Linked DNA regions of Hordeum vulgare: region 1 is linked to region 2. The links are chromatin contacts, called in public Hi-C maps. All regions are on one chromosome and are shown on one strand. The core of a region is the stretch at or near the end of the contact, and the rest is flanking DNA. Distances in the headings are between cores, read along the strand shown.

Region 1 (4,070 bases), core at 652-3,151, 260 kb before region 2:
CCAAAACCAGCCCATGTTTGCGTATGTGCAACACTGCTTGTGTTACTTTCACTTGCATGCCTTTACTCTTCGCTTTATATATATTTTTATAGACCTAAATGTGTAAGGTGTTTGACGGATTGTTTGAAACATCTAAAATTGCTAAAGATCTTAATTTTTTTTAAAGCCAAACTTTTGACTTGATTGTCTATTCACCCTTCTCTGGACATACTTAGTCATACTTATTTGAGTCTTACGGAAGCCCTTGTCGAGAAAGACTAGCTCATCGGTGGAAACATATCGCTAATCGGGTGAACAATACATGTGATACATCATTTGTGCATTTGAATCGACAATGAGTCGATGGTACAATGTCATTTGGTGAAAATTTTCTTTCAGCAACATTTTTACACGCGTACACGTGCAGGGGCGAATCTAACAATCTGGCATGGTTTGGCCACCGCCATACCTAAGCTGCCATGCAAGTACGTATATTACTATTAGCCCAGCATAATTTTTAGGTTTTGGGCGGTGGTTCGCCTCCTGTTGGGCTTGGTTCTTGGCGGCTGACTACTACTCTTTCACAGAGGAAGTCAAGAATCACATTGAACATTTCTTCAATTATTTTACTATTTTTGTTGAGAGACTAACCAATTAGTTTTTCTTTTTTTTACAGATTTAAAGAGTATTTTGTCAAAGCCGATGGCTTCTTTCTAACTATCTACACTTGCATAATGTGTTTTCTACCATTGTATCCTACTCCCTCCGTTCCTAAATATAAGACCTTTTAGAGATTACCATATAAACTACACACGGATGTACATAGACATATTTTAGAGTATAGACTCACTCATTTTGCTCCGTATTTAGTCTTCTAGTGGAATCTTTAAAAGGTCTTATATTTTGGAACGGATGGAGTACTAATTACTAATTCATCATTTATCTATGGTTTTGATGTTTTATAGGCAAACCCGTCCAGTTAATATATATGATATATTGACAACCGATCATCCATGTAATCATCATCGAATGAAGTATTTAGAGTGTCAATACTTAAATTTTGGATTTTGGTTGTATTAGTTGAACTCCAAGTAATATATATTTGCTATTCTAGTGAGCTCTTCCATAACTGAGTTGTATATGGGTTTTTCGTTCACAAACTCCGCCACACCTGAAAATCATTCCTGTCTCCGCCACTGTACACGTGCCTTCCCCGTAGAAAAAAACCGTCAGCATGGAAAGATGAAGGCGCGCCATAAATTTCCGCAGCAAAAAACGCACGCATCGTGCACAAGTCGTACTACCGGTGTACTAGTCCTCACTCAATCCCGGTGTACTAGTCCTCACTCAATCCCGGTGTACTAGTCCTCACTCAATCCATGGCGTTCATACCAAAGCCAGTGCCCGTACAATCTCTCGTACGTACTCGAAGCGACCCATCATCACCCACCAACCCAACCCGCTCGTGGAACACATTTCATCGTTCGAACCCTCGCCTCGCCTATGGAACCGAAGCGTGCCGGCTGCCGCCACCGACCGCGGCCGCCACGGCCACGCGCGCACGGGGACAACGGGACCAATCCCCTCCCCTCCCCTCCCTTCCATCCCACGGCAGGCGCGTCCTCCCCATCCCCCCACCCTACCCCCACCCGCGCGCACGTGGCGCCGCCCCGCGCCGCATCGGACGGCCCGCCCGCGCCCATCCCCCGGACCGACGGCCGCCGTCCCCTCCACGCGCCTCGCCGGGGACGGAGCGGAGGAATATTCCTCGCCCCCTCCCCCACCCCACCCCACCCCACCCCCACCCGCACCCTCCTCCCTCCCCCCCGCAGCTGCAATTCGCCTCCGAATTCGGTCGCCCATGGCGCCGCGGCCCGTCTGATCCTACCCACCCACCCCTCCCCCATCCTCTCCCAGGCCCAGCTGCCCTCCCTCCCCCTCCCATGTAAGCGAGCCTTCCTCCCCGTCCTCCCCCCGCAATCCTCGTGCTCGCTCTGCATCGCCCGAGATCGGCCGGCTCTTGTCCGGACGGCCCGCGCCGGTCTCTGTCCCGCGGAGATCGGTCGCCCCTGATCCGAGCGAGCAGCCCCAGCTGGCGAGCTCCGATTGTGCCGCCGGGCGCGTGCGTGCGTGCCTGCCTAGTCGAGTGTCCCGCCCGAATTATTCGATTCCCCGTCGTGCTCCGGCGATGCATCGTGCCGGGGTGCGCGATGATTGTCTCGGTACATTTCCGCGATCCGCTGCTAGGATGGCAGGCTGCCCTGTTAATCATCTGGGCGACGATCTGCCCACCGGGAGCTTATGGGTTCTTGCAGGCTGCGGATTCGGCTTGTGCGTTTAGCACCGAGTGAGGCTGATGAGAATGCGGGTGAGAGGTGGTAGCGAGGAGTGGCATTGCATGGTGCTTAGATGCGCGGATTGGCTGCGCTACCGATCAAAGTTACCACTTATAAGCTTATGTAAATGGGGACATTGGCGCTCATCAATTCAAGTGCTGAATTGGTCAGCGCCAGTGTCCATTTATAAGCTTAGATAAGTACAACTGCACTTAGATGCCATGCCAACATGTACTGCTTATATATATATATATAGTTCATTCATTGTTGCCGATTCTGATCAGAATTTATGAGCCTTGTAGCTCCTGGTGCATGGTACAGTTTAGGTTCAGTTCAGAATCCTTCTACCACTTGGAGTTTCACATAAACACTTACCAGAAAAACAAGAGTGTGTGTGTTCTATTGGCATCTGAGGTCATGTAAACTATTACCAAAGCCTCTTTTAGCTGGAGATTTGTTTATTGTCCACGTCCCCTTGTCAGCTTAAGCATTTGGGTGCCATGGTTAGGCGCATGCAATTCAATATAATATCAGAGTTGAGGGGTCTTAGGTTCAATACTTGGCCAACGTACTATCAATAAGTATACATCGGCCTACGTCGATCCCAGGTCTAAGGTCTGGAGGGTAGGAAAGTGTTCAAAGATGGGGACATTGTTACACTTGTATTTTGTAATGAGTCTGTCTTATTTTTCACATTTGAAATTTGGTGATTGTGTAAGCTAAAAGAAACTAAATTTTCTTCCAGTACTGTTATTTATGGTATACTAAGTTATATGTTTTGTTTTGTTAGTTGAAAATGGCAATGCTGGTGGATCCTCCGAATGGCATGGGAAACCAAGGGAAGCATTACTACTCCATGTGGCAAACCTTGTTTGAGATTGACACCAAGTATGTGCCTATCAAGCCTATTGGTCGGGGAGCTTATGGAATAGTCTGCTCATCCATAAACCGTGAGACAAACGAGAAAGTAGCTATAAAGAAGATACATAATGTATTCGACAACCGCGTGGATGCACTAAGGACCTTGCGGGAGCTGAAACTCCTCCGGCATCTCCGCCATGAGAATGTTATTTCTTTGAAGGATATAATGATGCCTGTACAAAGGAGGAGCTTTAAGGATGTGTACTTGGTTTATGAGCTCATGGATACCGACCTGCATCAGATAATCAAATCACCTCAGGGGCTTTCCAATGACCACTGCCAATATTTTCTTTTTCAGGTAATGCTAGGATCACACCTTTTCCATCAGTCTTTCACATTTAAGTATTTAATATTAGTAACAATGCGTCTTCTCATACCTGTTATTACTTTCACTGCCCTCACCAGTTGTGATAATACATTTATATCTGCAGGTGCTAGTGTAGAGCACCTTCCTTAGTCTGCACCAGATTAATTGGTGGCCAATACGCACTGTCAGGTGTCTTTGTCGATTCAAACTTGAAATACACAAACTCTTCTGTAAACACTTCAGCGTTAATCATCAGTGTTTACAGACGACCAATTGGAGTTTGATGTCATTTCTAAACCATCAAATGGCTGATCCAGTCCATATATCCCTTGAGCCCTAACCTCAAAATCAATTCGACCATGAAGTTCTTTTCATGTTTTTACACATTATTCTTGTAGTTTGTGCTCGTTTGAATGAAAACTGTGAAACCTAGGACAATCGAAAAGAGTAGTGCAACTTGGCATATATCTTTGTCATCCCGTGTGATTCTGGTCGGTTTCACATGTTCCTTCACTCACTAGGTTTTG
Region 2 (3,976 bases), core at 1,154-3,653:
GCAGTTGCATATCAGCTTATCAAGCATGTGGTTTCTAGTTGTGGGGTGTCCCTTTTTCTTTGCCGAAGAAAGCAATTCAGAAGAGGTAAAATTCTTCTGTTTTTTCCTAGTAAAAGGAGCCTATTTATCCGAATAATGGGCATGTAGAGGTAAAATTGAGCTATACAAAATTGAAGCCATGAGCCACACCAAAATTTAATTATGGCAGTGGTACTGAACTAGAGTCTTCTATCAGAGAACGTATTCAGACTTCAGAGCATCACATATCAATTTGAACACATGTCTCCGTGATTTATCTGAACTAGTGCCATAGAAGAGGTACACATCATCTACAGGGCATGCCAAATTTCGTGTTTTTTAAGTGAGACTTGTTCTGACTTGGATAAAAATTCGAAAAGAAAAATTATGTTGCACTGTCCTGCTGCACGCAAGAGGAAAAAATTCAGGGAAGCAAGGGTACTCACCCGCACTTCGGCGGCAGACTCCGACGAATCGGGCCCGCTGCCCTCGGCGAACATAGACCCCTTGCCGGACCACTCCTTGAGCACGTCGTCGGTGTCCAGCTTCAGCCCCAAACCGGTCTTCGGTGCCTTTGTCGGCGCGCCGTCATCGTCCCCGTTGCCGTCCGCCGCATCCACTGTTCCATCGGCCCCCTCCTCGCATTTCGCATTGGCCAGCTCCTCCTCCTTGGCCAGCACCTTCTCCATCTTCACCTTCTTCTTCTTCTTGCTCTTCTTCTTCTCTGGTGCTGCCGACGCCGGCGGCGGCATTGCGGTGTTCGACACTGCCGCTGCCGGTTCTTGCGGTGGCGTCGGTGGTGTGACCGTGATGTCCTTCACCGGCACAGCAGGCCACATCCACCAGGCCCCGTCGTCGTCCCGCCGCTTGAGGGCACGGTTGAGGTTGGGGCGGGTGCTTTGCCGGGAGCCGAGGCCGAGCTCGAACCGGCCAGCGAGACCGACCACCATGAGGCTCCTGAGGTAGGGGTGTATGCCGGAGCTGGACAGGATGGAGTCGTCGGACGTGGCGGTGGCCGTGTTGGCCTCCATGGTGAGGCTCCCCATGATGCCGTCGATGCCCTCGGCAGCGCCGCCGGCCGCGGCCTCGTCGACGTCGAGGATGGACTCGGCGTCGAAGCCGTCGTCGTCGAAGTCGAGCTCGCCGGGCTCGTCGGTGGCGGTGTCGGGGCTGGCCGGCGACGGCGCCGGGTCGCGGAACTCCCGGAACGCGCTGCTGACGGGCGTCGGTGACGAGCAGTTCTTGCAGGCGTCGATGGACGGGCTCTGCGGCGGCCGCGGCGAGGGCGAGGCCGCGTGGTCGCGGAGGAGGAATGCGGCGTCGGACAGGACGGGGAGCGGCGGGAGGAGGTCGGAGGAGGACGCGGCGGCGCCGAAGGCCACGGCGAGGCCCGAGAGCGGCGGTGGCCGCGGCGCCGTGGCCGTCTTGGGGCTCTTCTTGACGGGGAAGACGGAGGGGTGGATGGAGGCGAGCAGCGCGGCGGCCTCGTTGTAGGCCTGGTTGGGCCGCTTCCGCGGCGCCCGCGCGCGCTTGAGCGAGACGGAGGTGGCCGAGGAGGACGCGTTGGAGGCCTCCGAGAGCGTGGAGGACGGCGAGGAGTGCGCCGGCCGCAGCGGCGACGAGTGCGCCCCGGGGGACGCCGCCGCCTTCACCATGTCCAGGTCCAGCCGCAGCCCCGTCGGTATGCAAGACGACGTCATCGCCAATGCCCCCTCAACCACCACCACCACCGCCGCCGCTCAAACCAAGAATTTATTCCAGCTCTTCTTCGCCGGCCGATCAATCAATTCCACCACCGCCACCACCACCACAGCTCCACAAGAAGCGAGTGAAGAATTCCTAAACCCCTAAACCCCGAAAGACAGCGCGGGAACCGAGGAATTCCCTTCCTTCCCGGCCGATGAAAGCTGCGAGACGGAGAGGAAGACGGAGCAAAAGGTAGCGAGGAAACGGCAATTTTTTCTTCCTATCTTTTCGGAGGGAGCTAAGCAGAGTCGCAGCAGAGACCTTGGGACATGGGCAGACTCCAAAGAGGAAAGGGAAACCAATGGCCGCCCCTGCCCCCACCTGGGAAGGACTCGACTCGAGCTCTGTATATATGAAAAGAGGCACCAAGAACAAAATAGGGGACGGGCGGAAGGACTCTGCGACGTACTCCTCTGTCCGTGGCAAGGAGAAGAGGTCAAGCCAGGAGCAGAGCCAGCAAGAACAGAGCAGGAACAGAGCCAGGGTATGAATTCTGCGAGCTAGCAGCTGTGTCTTTGGGATTGGAGATGGACGGAGGGGAGAGAGGAGCAATGCTAGCTAATCCTACGGGAAGGCTAGAGAGAGAGAGGGAGGGAATTGCGGGGGATTGGAGGCGGTGGGGGAGGAGGAAGAAAGGGTTCAAGGGGAGGGAGGAGGGGGGTGGGGTTTTAGAGAGCCTAGAGCTGGGGGAAGAGACAAGGCTCACTCTCATGAGGTCGCTCTCCCTCCCTCTGGCCCGTGGGACCCACCGCAGGCTGGCCCCTCCCTCTCCCTCTCTCCTTTGCTTCTCCCCACTCTCTCTCTAGGTGGTACGTACATGTACATGTGTTGGAATCTTGTTGTGTCATCTGAGATTTGCAGTGGATAAGTGGAGAGCGTGAGACCAATTTGCCCTGTGCTTGCCATGGCTCCTAAAGTCACAAGAAAGCCGGTCAATTGTTACATTTACTTTTGGCCTGCTGGTGAAGACTTGAACAACAAAAAAATCATTTGGGGGGAACAGAAAGCATGTAATTACAAGATCTTGAGTAGTATAATCAGTATATTTTCATGGCTTTTGGCATGAAGCCCACTCATACATTTTTATTATTGGAACATCAACAGAAGGGGAATATTAAGAAAAAAAAAACATGTGCTAAATCGAATAGAGTATTTCTTTTCCTCTAGAGACGGCACTGGCCAATGGAACATGCGTGCGGCTAAGCATTACTTAACGATTGCCTTTTTGGACTAACACACCTTGTCCGCATGCCTCTTGTGCTGGATAGAAAGCAAAATGTTTGAAGCATTCGTTCCCATATGTGTTTTTTTAGGTGAAATGTCAAGTACTTCCACTTTTGTCCGGATTGTCCTCTTTGCGTCCGATGTTCTACTTATACTAATTTTAATTTGGTAACAGCCAGCATATTATTTTTGTTCTCCTCCTCGTACCATTCAGTGTCTTTTGTTGAACAAGTGTGGTTGCATTTACTATGTACGTAGTAGTTTATCTCCCTTCATTTCTCCTTTGCTTACAAGACAAAAGATGGGATTCAACCAATGGCTGGTAAATGTTACTACTATCGATTGTCACTGCATATGAATTACTCTGCTCCCACCCTCAAAGAAAGAAAGAAAAAATACTCTGCTCTGGATGAAAATTGAGGGAGCAATTTTCTCAAACTTGGATTGAAATTGTGAAAGCTTCTACGAAATCATAGCGCCAAAACGCCGCGTCGACACTCAAACTTGGATTGAAATTGCGAAAGCTTGTATGATATACCCGTATAAACTTTTCAAACCCAATCACCAACAATCAACCTACGATCACAACGATACACGTTCCGTTGAGCTTTTGCCATGCCCGGAGGTTGCAACCACCAGAAATAATGGACAGGAGGGCGAGGGCATATCGGTAAATCCGTGCCGCGCTGGTACACGCTATCATCATCTGATTGCCCGCCATCTACTGATCCGAATCTACCCGGCAAGTGGACGGACCTCCCAACGGCGAGCAGGGAAGAAACCCCTATAATCCCTGCTTATCCGCTGACGCGGCGCCCTCCCATTGGCCCCGCCGGATTTCCCCAGGCCTACGTGGCGGCGGCCCTTTTATCGGCGGCAACCAACCTTTTCACGTGAAGCCATGGAACGCCGCGGGCCCCGCCGGATCTTGGACCCTTGCATGCATGCATGGCTCACCATGGTTGGCCCAACACAGAGACACATAGAT

What was found. Hi-C and Micro-C count contacts between places; a contact is called where the count stands out from the background.
Region 1: a contact with region 2 is called in a Hi-C map of leaf, with 2.9 times the contacts expected there. The contact joins the promoter of LOC123401619 here to the promoter of LOC123404396 in region 2. A contact is called at or near these places in 2 of 6 Hi-C or Micro-C datasets (leaf and seedling) and 1 of 1 datasets of contacts at active chromatin or transcription factors (embryo).

What each region holds. Positions count from the first base shown.
Region 1 is chr6H:63,102,571-63,106,640 of MorexV3_pseudomolecules_assembly, reverse strand. It overlaps LOC123401619 (mitogen-activated protein kinase 3), which reads left to right and starts at 1,901. Exons shown (of 3, transcript XM_045095455.1): 1 at 1,901-1,924; 2 at 3,106-3,534. The coding sequence starts at 3,112.
Region 2 is chr6H:62,840,103-62,844,078 of MorexV3_pseudomolecules_assembly, reverse strand. LOC123404396 (protein CHLOROPLAST IMPORT APPARATUS 2) reads right to left here and starts at 2,403. Exons shown (of 3, transcript XM_045098316.1): 1 at 465-2,403. The coding sequence starts at 1,718.